Regions from separate parts of the Mus musculus genome. Here all the other regions are linked to region 1. Evidence: chromatin contacts called from public Hi-C data. All regions are on one chromosome and are shown on one strand. Each heading gives the region's core, a stretch centred on a gene start, on an enhancer-like site or on the middle of the called end of the contact. The rest is flanking DNA. Distances are from core to core; before and after follow the strand shown.

The links. A called contact is a pair of places that touch in the nucleus more often than the background predicts.
Region 2: a Hi-C map of bone marrow-derived macrophages shows a contact between it and region 1, with 21 read pairs. The contact joins two enhancer-like sites. A contact is called at or near these places in 3 of 15 datasets of contacts at CTCF or cohesin (CD8 T cells, the NIH/3T3 cell line and large pre-B cells), 5 of 484 Hi-C or Micro-C datasets (bone marrow-derived dendritic cells, bone marrow-derived macrophages, embryonic fibroblasts and 1 more) and 16 of 115 datasets of contacts at active chromatin or transcription factors (the NIH/3T3 cell line, T-cell acute lymphoblastic leukemia, Th17 cells and 13 more).
Region 3: a Hi-C map of the N1E-115 cell line shows a contact between it and region 1, with 10 times the contacts expected there. The contact joins two enhancer-like sites. A contact is called at or near these places in 2 of 15 datasets of contacts at CTCF or cohesin (the NIH/3T3 cell line and large pre-B cells), 2 of 484 Hi-C or Micro-C datasets (the N1E-115 cell line and nephron progenitors) and 2 of 115 datasets of contacts at active chromatin or transcription factors (T-cell acute lymphoblastic leukemia and trophoblast stem cells).

What each region holds. Positions count from the first base shown.
Region 1 is chr15:59,395,832-59,400,022 of GRCm38.p6, forward strand. The region is part of intron 2 of Nsmce2 (NSE2/MMS21 homolog, SMC5-SMC6 complex SUMO ligase); the gene reads left to right. Among named protein-coding and RNA genes, the nearest start is that of Nsmce2, 24 kb to the left of the region's middle. Within about 2 kb of position 2,155, at least 47 of the 459 cell types and tissues checked have an H3K27ac peak or open chromatin away from gene starts, as enhancers often do. A contact at or near this core is called in the N1E-115 cell line, Th17 cells, bone marrow-derived macrophages and 1 more, where this site is marked.
Region 2 is chr15:59,797,403-59,801,758 of GRCm38.p6, forward strand. No RefSeq gene overlaps it. Among named protein-coding and RNA genes, the nearest start is that of Gm19510, 4.6 kb to the left of the region's middle. Within about 2 kb of position 2,274, at least 49 of the 459 cell types and tissues checked have an H3K27ac peak or open chromatin away from gene starts, as enhancers often do. A contact at or near this core is called in Th17 cells, bone marrow-derived macrophages and pancreatic cancer cells, where this site is marked.
Region 3 is chr15:59,906,822-59,911,139 of GRCm38.p6, forward strand. No RefSeq gene overlaps it. Among named protein-coding and RNA genes, the nearest start is that of Gm36819, 86 kb to the left of the region's middle. Within about 2 kb of position 1,645, at least 4 of the 459 cell types and tissues checked have an H3K27ac peak or open chromatin away from gene starts, as enhancers often do. A contact at or near this core is called in the N1E-115 cell line, where this site is marked.

The sequences.
Region 1 (4,191 bases), core at 905-3,404:
CTGGGGCATAGAACCTTCACAGGACCAAGGGCCTCTTCTTCCATTGATGACCGACTAGGCCATCCTCTGCTACATATGCAGTTAGAGCCATGAGTCTCTCTGTGTGTTTTCTTTGGTTGGTGGTTTAGTCCCAGGGAGTTCTGGGGTTACTGGTTAGTTCATATTGTTGTTCCTCCAAGGGGGCTGCAAACCCCTACAGCTCCTTTAGTACTTTCTCTAGATCCTTCATTGGGGACCCTGTGCTCCATCTAATGGATAACTGTGTGCATCCACTTCTATATTAGTCAGGCATGGCAGAGTCTCTCAGGAGACAGCTATATCAGGAGACAGCTTCTTGCTATTATAAATAAGGCTGCATTGAACATAGTGGAGCATGTGTCTTTATTACAAGTTGGGGCATCTTCTGGGTATATACCCAGGAGTGGTATCTCTGGATCTTCTGGTAGAACTATGTCCAATTTTCTAAGGAACCACCAAACTGATTTCCAGAGTGGTTGTACCAGCTTGCAATCCCAGCTCGCCAGCATCTGCTGTCAACTGAGTTTTTGATCTTAGCCATTCTGACTGGTATAAGGTGGAATCTCAGGGTTGTTTTGATTTGCATTTCCCTGATGATTAAGGATGTTGAACATTTTTTTAGGTGCTTCCTAGCCATTCAGTATTCCTCAGTTGAGAATTCTTTGTTTAGCTCTGTACCCCATTTTTAATAAGGGTTATTTGGTTTTCTGGAGTCCAACTTCTTGGGTTCTTTATATATATTGGATATTAGCCCCCTATGTGAATTAGGACTGGTAAAGATCTTTTCGTATGGGGCCATTCCTACTCAAACCACCATATCAGTCTATTTTTCCTTTAGTCTTTCCTCCAGCCATCTAACAGTCCATTAGCCTTTTCGTTTTTGTAATTTGTCCATTTTATTATCTACCCATGTAAAATGTATAATGTAGTGGGGTTTTTAAAATTATATTCATGGATACACATAACCGTTACCACAATCATTTCAAAACCACAACCCCTGGCAAGGTGTGATATTATATACTTATAATTTCATTACTCAAGAGACTGAGGCAGGAGTATTGTGAGTTCAAGGACAGCCTGGGCTGTATAGTGATGAGAGGAGAGGAGACCAACAAGAAAGGAAGTGAGGAAGGGAAAAGAAAGGAAGCAGACCCTGCGTCCTTTAGCATTGCACGCCAGTCTCTCCAGGAGCCACTGATCTACTATGGCTCTATAGCTGTGGAGTTACCTGTTTCAGACATTTCATATAGAAGTGAATTTTATATAAAATGTGGTTTTTTGTGGTTGGAGTGTTCTTGTTTTCAAGCAAGGTTCATCTGTGTTGTTAGATCCATCAGCATTTAATCAGTTAGCACTTCATTTATTTTTATAGTTTAATAATACTCCATTATGTAGTATGTAGCTATACCACATTTTGTAGATCTACCAGTTGGTGGACCCTGGGTTGTTAATATTACTAAATTATTCTTGGATGCTTGTGCTTTGAACGAGGAATGCCCTCACTAGGCTCAGGTATTTGCATTACTTGGTCCCCAGTAGGTGGTGCTGTTTGGAGAGGTTTAGGAGGTGCAGTCTTGCTGGAGGATGGATGTCTCAGGGCTTCCAGATTTTATAGCCTATCCCTGCTTCCAGTTTGCTTTCTCTACTTCTCTCTTGCAATGTGAGCTCTCACCTTCTTGGCACCATGCTTGCAGGTGGCTCCCTGATGTCATGCCTCCCAGCCGAGATGGATTCAAATCCTCTGGGACCAGAGCCCAGATAAGCTTTTGGTCACATGGTGCTGTGTGTAGCACAGCAGCAAATGTAACTATTAATTGTGCTGCTCAGCATCCATTCTCACGTTAGTATCTCAGCATGGTTTCAGTTGGCATTTATGTAATGATGTCATATGCTTTTGGGCTCTTAGAGAAATCTCTGGAGAAGTGCCTATTCATATCCTGTGCACTTTTAAATCCAGTGTCTAAGTTCTTTATATATTCTAGAGAAAAGTCTGATATAAGACATGATCTGCTGGTATTTTTCCTATTGTGTGCTGCATTTTACTTTCTTGATAGTGTTCATTGAAGTATGCAAGGTTGTGATCTTGCGGGAGTCCAGCTGTGTGGATTTGCTGTTTTCGTGGTATGCCTTCCCCTGATAGAGCTTAGCATCAAGCTTGAAGCAGTCCTATTCATGTGTGCTGAGTATGAGTTTTGAGCTGGGACTCATTTGATGACTAGTTCTCTAAAGGTGCTGTGATGAAAACCTTTTCCCAGCAACCATGTGGAACCCTGGAGTTGGTGGGAATTGTAGATGAGAGAGCCTTCAGGACAGGCTTCACATGGGCTGTTGCAGGTTAAAGGTGAGTAGCTGTTTCATGTACTAGAAACAGACTGGAAAAGATTGATGAGTATTTGTCCTGATATGAAAGCTGACAAACCTGCCTGTAAGCTTCATGGCTGCTTGAGAGGTAGGAAACCCCTAAGTCAAAGACAGCAGCTTTTGTTGTTATACCTCAGATAGTATGCCTGTTCTGGTTTACCTTCCTGTCTCCATGCCTCATGGTTTCTGGAGCTGATATGGGAGAGCCCAGGAGGGTTGAGGTCACAACTAAGGAACCTCAGGCTCAGGGGTCCAGTTTTTGGAAGTAGACGCCATCTTAGTCTTGTGAGATCTTGCTCTTACATAAGCATCCTTGTAAAGATGGACTGGGACAGAAGGGCACATGGCACCTTTGCTCCCAAGATGTTCAGAATGAGTGAGAAATGACTTGCTCCCTAGAACCTGACACATTCAGGGAGCTGCAAGTGCTTCAGGGTGAAGATTAACTTCAGCTGAGGCCTTTCCAGGCTGTTGCCACCACCAGTGGTGAAAGCTTCAGCACTTTTCTTTGGAGATGAACTTTGTCCAAGATGCAGGAGAGGCCAGGTGAGATGAAGAGAGGGGTCCTCCTCTGTCCCCAGAGGGAACATAATCCTTTGGTTGTCTGGATGGGGTAATGTTGGGCTTTCAGAACTACAGAATCATGCACTGGCTGCCCACTTTAGTATCATTGTGACTTTAACTTTCAGGTTATTTTCCTTTATAAGTAGTGATGATGTAAAATAGCAGTGAATGTCTTGTAGGGTCCTTAACCATCCACCCATCCACATCTCCCTAACACCTGCCGTATTTGGAGTTGCTGTAAAGTATTAAGGAATGTATCTAAAATGCTCTTTACAGAGCTGGTACATAATATTCATATTGGTCAGTTGCTTTGTTTTTGCTGTAATTATTTGAGCATTTGAAAAGATGGATCCTGTAGAGCCTTAGGGTCAGAATTGACTTTGTACAAAAATACATCCGTGAATTAAAATGCAAATTCTCTATTAGCCTAGATGATTGCTTCATCTCTTAGAGCTTGCTTTTTCCTGCATGTGAAGACTTGAAGTGACTGCCTTTTTGTGGTTATTCTGGGTTTGAGACAGTTATTTCCTTTGTTGTTTAGGGTTTACTTTGAACTATGGTCTTGCTGTGTTGCCCAGGTTAGCCTCCAAAGCTACGTAGGCTCAAGTGATCTTCTTTCTCAGCTACCTGGCTGGAGTACAGACACATGCTACTCTGCTGTATTAAGCTCCTCACTTTAAAGGCGGCCCTGGGCAGAGACTGGCTACATGTGTGTGTGTTTCATTGGTATTCTGCTGAGTACTTAGTTTTAAGTCACTGGGTGCTCTCTAACCAGTGTCTTATTTACATGCAAACAAAATTACACTAAATAACAGATTTTTTTTTTGCAGTCTCTTTTGTCCCATTTTGCAGACTGTTCTTTTAGAAAGTATCCTTTTTAAATTTTGGAATAATAATAGACTTACAAACACTTGGAATGAGAGTTCCCAAATGTCTCTACCCACTGCCCTTACTTGCTCAGACCTTAGTGCATAGTACATTTATCAAAGCTACATAAAACATTGGTGTGTTATTGCAGACTAAACTTCTGTTTTAGTAACATTTTTTCAGTGGCCCTTTTTCTTTTTTTTATATTTATTTTATTTGTATGAGTACACTGCAGCTGTCTTCAGACACACCAGAAGAGGGCATCAGATTCCATTACAGATGGTTGTGAGCCACCATGTGGTTGCTGGAATTTGAACTCAGGACCTCTGGAAGAGCCGTTGGTGCTCTTAACCTCTGAGCCATCTCTCCAGCCCCAGTGTC
Region 2 (4,356 bases), core at 1,024-3,523, 400 kb after region 1:
TAGAGCCCAGGATCAGTATCTCCTTCTTTCTTTTGTTATCTATGTAAGTTCTCTGACCTCCCCTTGCATTTGGGACCCACCACTGACTCTCTGTTTGCTGAAAGCAGGGGTAGGGGCCCACTTCCCACTTCCGGTTCCAGCAACATTCATCTGGACCGGCCCAGACACATCACACTCTTCCAACCTCCAATCATCCTGTGCCCATGACTGATTCCTGCACCGCCACACCCACTTCAATGGGAAGTGCCTCCTTGCCCTTCAAGGCCTGGGTCTGCAAGCCTGTTTCTGACAGGAATGATGCCTTGTCCCTGTGGATCCTTCGGAAAGCTTGTCACCTCCTGTGGGATGTGCTGAAGGATGGGGCCTCTGTGTGATTAAGTTAACCAAGGTCTACATGCAGTGTAATATAGTCTAGAGACTATTCTGTATGCGTCACACACATCAACGGATTTGATCTGTGTTACAATGCTATAAAGAAAATACTGTTGTGGTTAATATTTTATGGGTTATAACACTGGAACATGACATATTACTAACTTTTCTTGTCGCTATGAGCAATTACCTCATAAGACGTAACATAAGAGTTGGAGGATTCCTTACGGTGGGGAAGTCACGGTGGGGGGAGAATTCCCATGGTGTTTACTCACATCTCTGGGTACCAGCGAACAGATATAGGACAGGAAGTGGAGCCAGACTATAAACAGAGGCATATTTCCTCCAGCTGGTCTCCACCTCCCCAAAGTTCCATACCTTCTTCTAACAGAGCTACCAATTAAGAACCAATTGTTTAAACACATGTTCGTGGGGGGTGGGGGGGTGGCGGGGCATTTTTCACCCAAACCCTAACTTATGTGGAAGCTAGTTAAACTCTCCAAAGTCACATGGCTAGAACATTTCACAGATAGGATTTGAACCTAAATCATCTGGTTTGCCACAGGGACCTAAATCTGGGACATAGGCAGAGGGTTTTGATCACCTCGATGTGGATGGAGGGTGACCTTGATTTTGCAGATGTGGTGAGCTGTGGAAGGACTTCATGTTCTCATAGTGGATAGTCTTGAGGTGGATTTCAATTGTACTGTGCAGAGGGAGAGAAGCTGTGGGGTTGGGGTGGGGACCAGTCCCTGGGTCCTGGTAGTAGAGGGATAGTTTCTTCCTTTATCAAATTTGTGACTAGAAGAAGACAATCAGTTGTTTGGTATTTTCCTCCCTTTCCTGGAAGTGCCAAGGCTGCATGAAGAGAAGCTTTCAGAAGCTCTGTGGGTGGCTAGGAACATCTGGCATGGAAGTTGCTAAGCAACTCCAGAGGCCTGCCTTCTGGTGAAGCCTGAGAACTGGCCTGGCCTCCTTGGCCAGTGAAGGACATGGCTTCCTTAAAACACTTGTATCCTGTGCCTTTCAGCATTCTCCTGGTCAGCCTTGGGTGACAGTGATGAGTGTGGACACATAGAATATTATCAAAGCAGACAGTATTTGCTGCAGGCTCTTTCTGGGGACCCTGGGACCAGCCATTGGACACTTGGACTTGGCATTTTGGATATTCCCAACCTGCTCTTTAATGAGTCTAATTTCGTGTGTGGGTGACAATGGGAACAGAAGTAAAGAGGGAAGCTGAGATGTACTGTAGGCTGAATTAACGAATTTCAAATTATATATTGAAGTAAGAATCCTTGTGGCTTCAGAATGTCCCTGTACTGGGGAACAGGCCCCTTAAAGAACTATGTAATGTTTACTGATATCATTGGGGTCGTAATGCTTACTGAGACTCTTGGGGAGGTATATTAATCCAAGAACTGGGCTCTTCATCAAAAGAGGGAACTTGAATCCAGACTTCCTATAGAAGAACACAGGAAGGAGCCAGCCATGAGGCAGCCCAGGAGAGTCAAAGCAAGCCTGCTTACACTCTGCTCTTGGACTTCAGCCTCCAGAATTACAAGAACATAGATCTTGGTTGCCTGAGTCATCCTGGTACAACATCTGCTTCTTCAGCTCTAGCAAGCTATTGGAAGGGGTCATCTCATTCACTGTGCCCCCCGGTCATGGCACTCCCATCTCCATGGGGTCAGTCTAGCCAAACAGGAAGGGATTTCTGGCTAGAGAGGGACTGGGTGTAGGTGACACTGGGCATGGGCCTACAGGGCTGTCATAGGCTAGATGGGTAAGCCTTGCCCTTAGGGAGCTTCTAATCCCATGGAGAGACAAGTACACTGTGAGCTAAGTACCTATGAGTCACTCAGTAATGAAACATTCACATGAGACAGCAAGAGAGGTGAGAGTCCATGGTCCAGGATGATGTCATAGAGGCTTGCTTCAAAGGCTCAGCCTTGGGGCCGACCTGTGCATAACAAGTGTGAGGTCCTGAGTTCAAATCCCACAAATCCTTATAAAAATCCAGGAATGGGTATGTGTGCCTGCAACCACAGGGACTAAAGCAGAGAACAATATAGAAAAGTACTTCATGTCCTTGTCTGGCTTCTGTGTATGCCTACACAAGCATGCACACTCACACACTGTGGTGTATATGCCCACCCCTGTAACATGTATCCCATACCTCTCTCTCTGTCTCTGAATCTGTCTCTGTCTCTGTCTCTCTCTCTCTCTCTCTGTCTCTCTCTCTCTCTCTCTCTCTGTCTCTCTGTCTCTCTGTCTCTCTGTCTCTCTCTCTCTCTCTCTCTCACACACACACACACACATACACACACACACACACACACACACACACACACACACACACACACGATGCAGAGAAACACAGGGTTTTCTCGGGCACTGCAATCAGACACTGGAGGAAAGAGTACCCAAGAGGAGGTGTGTACATGTGAAAATGCTCAGAGGCACTTACTATGATGTCGAAGACCAGGCCTGGAGCTGCATCAGACAGGCCACCACACACGTAGGCTGGGTTCGGGAACCTCAGAAAGAATACAATTTATCAGTCAGTGTGCTGGGCCAGTGATATCCTAGGCTAGTAGGGGGAACCATAGGCAGGTCACTCAGTTTTCTGGGATGTCAACACTCTCTGTTGCAAAAGTAGCAATGATCACAGCTCTTGCCTTGTAGGGGTGCTGTGAAGACTAGGTAGGTGTACTGGCTAGTTTTGTGTCAACTTGACACAGCTGGAGTTATCACAGAGAAAGGAGCTTCAGTTGAGGAAATGCCTCCATGAGATCCAACTGTAAGGCATTTTCTCAATTAGTGATCAAGGGGGAAAGGCCCCTTGTGGGTGGGACCATCTCAGGGCTGGTAGTCTTGGTTCTATAAGAAAGCAGGCTGAGCAAGCCAGGTGAGGCAAGCCAGTAAAGAACATCCCTCCATGGCCTCTGCATCAGCTCCTGCTTCCTGACCTGCTTGAGTTCCAGTCCTGGCTTCCTTGGTGATGAACAGCAGTATGGAAGTGTAAGCCGAATAAACCCTTTCCTCCCCAACTTGTTTCTTGGTCATGATGTTTGTGCAGGAATAGAAACCCTGACTACTAAGACAAATTGGTACCAGTGGAGTGGGGTATTCCTGTGACAACCTGACCATGTTTTGGGGAGGACTGTGGAAGGACTTTGGAACTTTGGGCTTGAAGATCCATCCATTGTTAAGACCTCTGTCGGATGTTGTGTAGGAGCTTGGAAGATAATGTTGAGAACACTGCAGAAGTTGGAGCTCTGGTGTGTGAAATTTCAGAGGGAAAATTAAAGACTCTTTTCAGGGCCATTCCTGTTTTGATTGTGAAGATTCTGTAGTTCTGGTTAGCTGGGGCTGAAGAATCAGCTGTGATTAACAAGATACCAGAACTACTAAAGCAAAAACTTTGCATTACTGGGACTATTGATGCTGGTTAGCTGGAGCTAAGAAATTAGCGGTGATTAAGAAGAGACCAGCATCATTGAGGTGACATCTTCTGGGAAGTATTTTCTGAAAGCACAGTGGCTGTGTTCCAGATATAGCCAAAGTTGTACCTTGTGCTGTGGCTGGACTTGGTAATGTGTAAGGGTCACCCAGGTGGTACTGGTTTTGAAGGCATGAAGGAGTTGAGCAGAGCAGCTGAGGCTTGGCACAGTGAGAGGCCATGGAAGGCCATTGGTGAAAGTGCAGCCTCAGTTGCAATTGATGGCCCAGGACTGAAGGGGTCATGCAGTGTTTTGGAGATGCCAGTACCATGAGATGACCACCAAGAGCAGCAGCAGCAGTGGAGTACAGGCATCTGGAGCCTAGAGGATGACTCGTGTGCTACAAAGGGCCTGGCTGGAGAAGTGACCCAAGCCCTTGGAGGAGCCCAGAAGATCGTGAGTTGGATCCCAGACATTGGACAGTTGGAGATTGACTTTTGCTTTTGATTGTGACTGTGCCCTGATATTTTCCCTCTTG
Region 3 (4,318 bases), core at 395-2,894, 510 kb after region 1:
CTTCCCACTCGGGGGCCTGCTCCCCAGGTCCCTTCACACTGGTCCCTGGTTTATCATCCAGCCCCTCACTCTGCATTCAGAGGCTGTCCCTATCCTCTGGGGTCTTGGCTATGTCAAAGGAACTCATTCTCTTCTGTCTATCATGACAAGTTTCGCCTTCTGCGGTAGGTCACATAGTGGTCCAATGTCTTCAAAACCACAAAGGAGATATAGCAGAGAGGACATAAGCTCTAGACATACAGGGTCAGGATGAAGCGTCCGGCTCCATTATGACTGTTTAATATTGCCACCGCCTGTACGGTATTTCATTTTTCTCATAGATATCAATTTCTTTAGGAGGGTGTGGTAGCTCAGCCTGGAATCCTAGTGTTTAGGAGGCTGACATAGGAGGATTGTCCCTGAGATTAGCTTGGGCTACCTCATGAATTCCAGGCTATCCCATGCCATATACTGAGACCACATCCCTACCACTGATCCCAAACAAGAACAACAGCAATTTCCTTTGGTCTCATCCATAAGACGGTTTCAGCACCCACTCTGCATAATTCTGAAGATGATTTGATTGACACAGTGACTGTGACTGCTCTGAAAGGCACTCTGGTGTCGATCCTGGCTTAGAACCAGCAGTGCTATCTAGCAAACATACCATGTGAACTACATAAGCCAGTAAAGTTTTTAAAGCTGGGCATGGTGGCAGAGGCCTTTAAAGATCCCAGCACTTAAGAGGAAGAGGCAGATGGATTTCTGTGAGTTTGGGACCAGCCTGATCTGTGCAATGTGTTCTAGACCAGCCAGGGTTGCCTGATGAAAGCCTGTCTTAAAACACATTTTTAAAATTAACATTGTGTACTACATACAATGTATCCATATACTGTTGCCATAATTTGAATGTGCCCCTCCAAGTGCAAATGTTGGAACCATAATTCCCAGTGCAACAGTGTTGAGAGGGACGACTTAAAGAAGCCACCAGAATTCTGCCTTCCTATTTGGATTAATGCTGTTATTACAAGACTAGCTTCCTGGTAGTACGGTATGCTTGCTTGCTCTTTGTCTGTCTGTTTGTCTGTCTGTCTCTGTCTCTCCATCTCTGTCTTTCTCTCTCTTCCTCCCAATTCTTCTTTTACCTGGTGACCACTTTTGCCATAATTGATGTGGTAAGAAATCTTCCCCACATGTGGCCTTGGTTGTTGTGAGCCCCCGGATGGAAATTGAGATGATACAACAATCTTGTAGCAGAAGAGACCAACAGAAAAGTCATAGCAGACACACTGAAGACATGATTCTCGACCCTGCTGGGCTCCCTTGCAAGGAGCTTTCTCTTTGTTTTATCTGCACTTGCCCTCAGAGAGCTGTGGGCTCCATCACCAAGAGCTACTGTCCCCCACAGGCTATCTCATTTAGTCTGTTTGGTTCCTTTCCTTAGCATCTGTACTGTGGGCTTTTTTTTTTACAACTTCAAAGAGCTTCTCACCCATATTCACTAATTAATTCATTACTCCTGTGAGTAAAACCTGCAGCAGGGAGAATGGCATTAGCAAGGATACCAGGGGCTTAGTATTTAAAAGAGGTGGCCCACATCCAGACACTCTCCACCAGAGCTGTTAACTCCTTCACAGCTGTCTGTGCCTCTACAGGCAAGTGTGGCGCTGGTGGCCACCACAGACTTGCTGTGTGCTCAGCTATACCAGGCACCTCTGGGCTGTGAGGAGTGGTACCACATGGCTTCTGAGTCACATCAGGATAACCCATCCTTAACCAGCTGTGTTTTGGTTGGCCTGCAAGTTGAAAGGATATACGCTGACTATTGTCAGTTTTTTTTTTTTTCCTAACTAGAGGACAGACTTTAGGGTTGTGTAGACCTGAGTTTTAATTTTGGCACTTTATAAGATGTGTGAGGGTTGGCTCAGTGGCCCCCTCTGAGGCTTAATTTCTGTATCTTTAAAATGAAATAGTAATATCTCCTTGAGGGGCTAAATGAGGCTAACTGGCAAGATACAAATGGGAGGTTCTGTGCAGAGCCAGGCACACAGAGAGTGCTCCATTGCAATAATCCCAGATTACTCAGGAAGTCAGCTCATGTGCCTCAAGGCATGCGGGACAGAGCTGCAGAAGGGGGGAGGCCTGGCAGGTCCCTTTGGGGGCATGGATTAGTTACTTCCTGCTGTGGTAATAAAACACTATAACTAAGAGCAACTTGAGGAAGAGTTTATATTGGCCTAGAGAGCCAGAGGGCCAGAAGTCCGTAATGGTAGTGGGGCATGGAAGGCAGAGCAAGAAGCTGAGAGATGTATCGCAGTCTCTCAGTCACACACAGAAAATAAAGAGTGAATTGGAAGTCAAACAAGGCTTTGAAATCTCAAGGCACGCTCTGGTGACATCCTCGCTCCAGCAAGCCTTCTTGCCATAAATGTCCCATAACCTTGCTGTAACATGACCACCAGTGGTTCAGATACCTGAGCCTATGGGACATCATTTCTCATTCAGACCACCATATTCCATCTCTGGTCCCCATAGGCTTATGGCCATAGCATAGTGCAAAATATATGTAGTCCAACTCCTGTGACACCAGAAAGCAAAATACCCACTTCTGTCACCCAGGGGTGTAGAATATATGTTCCCATTAGAAAGGAGGGAATGGGGGCATGGTGAGGAAATGCTGGGTCAAAGTAAGACTGAAGCCTAGCAGGTGAAACACCCAATCTTGTAGATCTGTGTCCCATGACTGAGACTTTAGTTTCAAAGACCGTCAGTGGCTCTATCTAGAGCGTTTTGCTGCATGCAACACACTTACATCTCTCTCTCTCTCTTGGACTAGTTCCAATCCTTGTTTCTAGTTCTTCCTTGGCAAATGACTCATGGCTCTAGCATATCCAGCATCTTAGGGGATCTCTACAGTAACCCTGGCTTCATCTTCCTGCCTTTATGCAATACTCTCAGGTTGTTTGCCCTCTTAAGACCTTCTCTAAGAGACTCTAGCATTGACACACATTGCCTGGCCATAGTGGCTCTCTGAAAATGGGAAGGGAGAATCCCAGACTTCCTTACTCTTGCATTTTTTTATGCCCCTAAAGCCAGCTTTAAGTGGATGACTCTGCCAAGTTTGACTAGAAGTCTGGGATGGACCCTGTCCCTTTCGACTGCATTAGTAGGCATTTTTTTTTGGTGGTGGGGATATATTTCATTCAAACTACCATGGGGGAGAAATTTATTTCAGAGTTGACAAGAAGAAGAGAGAAGAAAGGAGAAAGAAGGAGAAAGAAGAGCTAGAGAGGGAGGCAGCAAGCCAGGAGAAGCAAAGCAAACACATACACACAGAGGCCAAGAAAGTGGCAGCCATGACGAAAGACGAACATTCTGATCAGCCCTGACTTTTTCTGAGGACAGACACAGCAGGTCCTGGACAGGAAGCATCTCTCTAATAACCTAGTAGTTCTCTAGTACCCGAGTTGACTGTGAAATGACCAGCCTAGCTTCTGTCTTCTGGGTTAGCCACACACTGTTGCTGAGGACACATGTCTCTAAGCTGTGGCCAGCCAATAACTGGAGACAGGACTATTTCTATGGATGCAAAACTTCTCTCCATTGGGCTGGCTAGAATTTGGTTTGAATGATCTCCAATCTATAATAGCAATTTGAATGTAAAGTTTAATTTTGTCTTTTGACTTGTCAGTGCCACAGTGCTCTCAGCTATGTGACTAAATATACTTGATGTTCCTAAGAACATATTTAAAAATGAAGGTATGATTTAAATTGATGAACTCTGAGTCAAGGATGCTGCCCCTCACAACGTCGTGGCTCACATTTAGTTGTTGCAGCCCGAATAGAAGAGAAGGCCAGCACCTTCTGTACTAGAGAGAACTGTGCCCTGCTCACTTGAATGTCAACACCAGTTCTTGGTTCTTCAGCCTGGCATCCTTTGGACTCAAATTTTAGTATTGGATCTTTCTGAATCTTTGTACAACTGCTCTGAAGATTTCAACCTAGCTATCCTCCATAATGACATGAACCAATACCCAAAATAAGTTTCTTTCTATATACATATTCATCAGTTAGTGCCATTTCCCTGGAGAACCATGAAGGTGTTCTAGGAAGAGGGAAGAACTATCTTAAAATACATAAGGCTTTAGATCAGAATTAGCAAAAGACCAATGCTGCTGGGACAGGGGTGTGGGATGTGAAGAGAAATGAGGTCTTGGAAAAAAAATAGAGAGGACTGTTTAATTTACTAGTAAGGATGGAAGCTGGGTTCTAAGGAATTCTGAACCCGTGGGTGGTAAGGAATTTAAAGCTCCATGTCTAGACAATTCTTCTAGACATT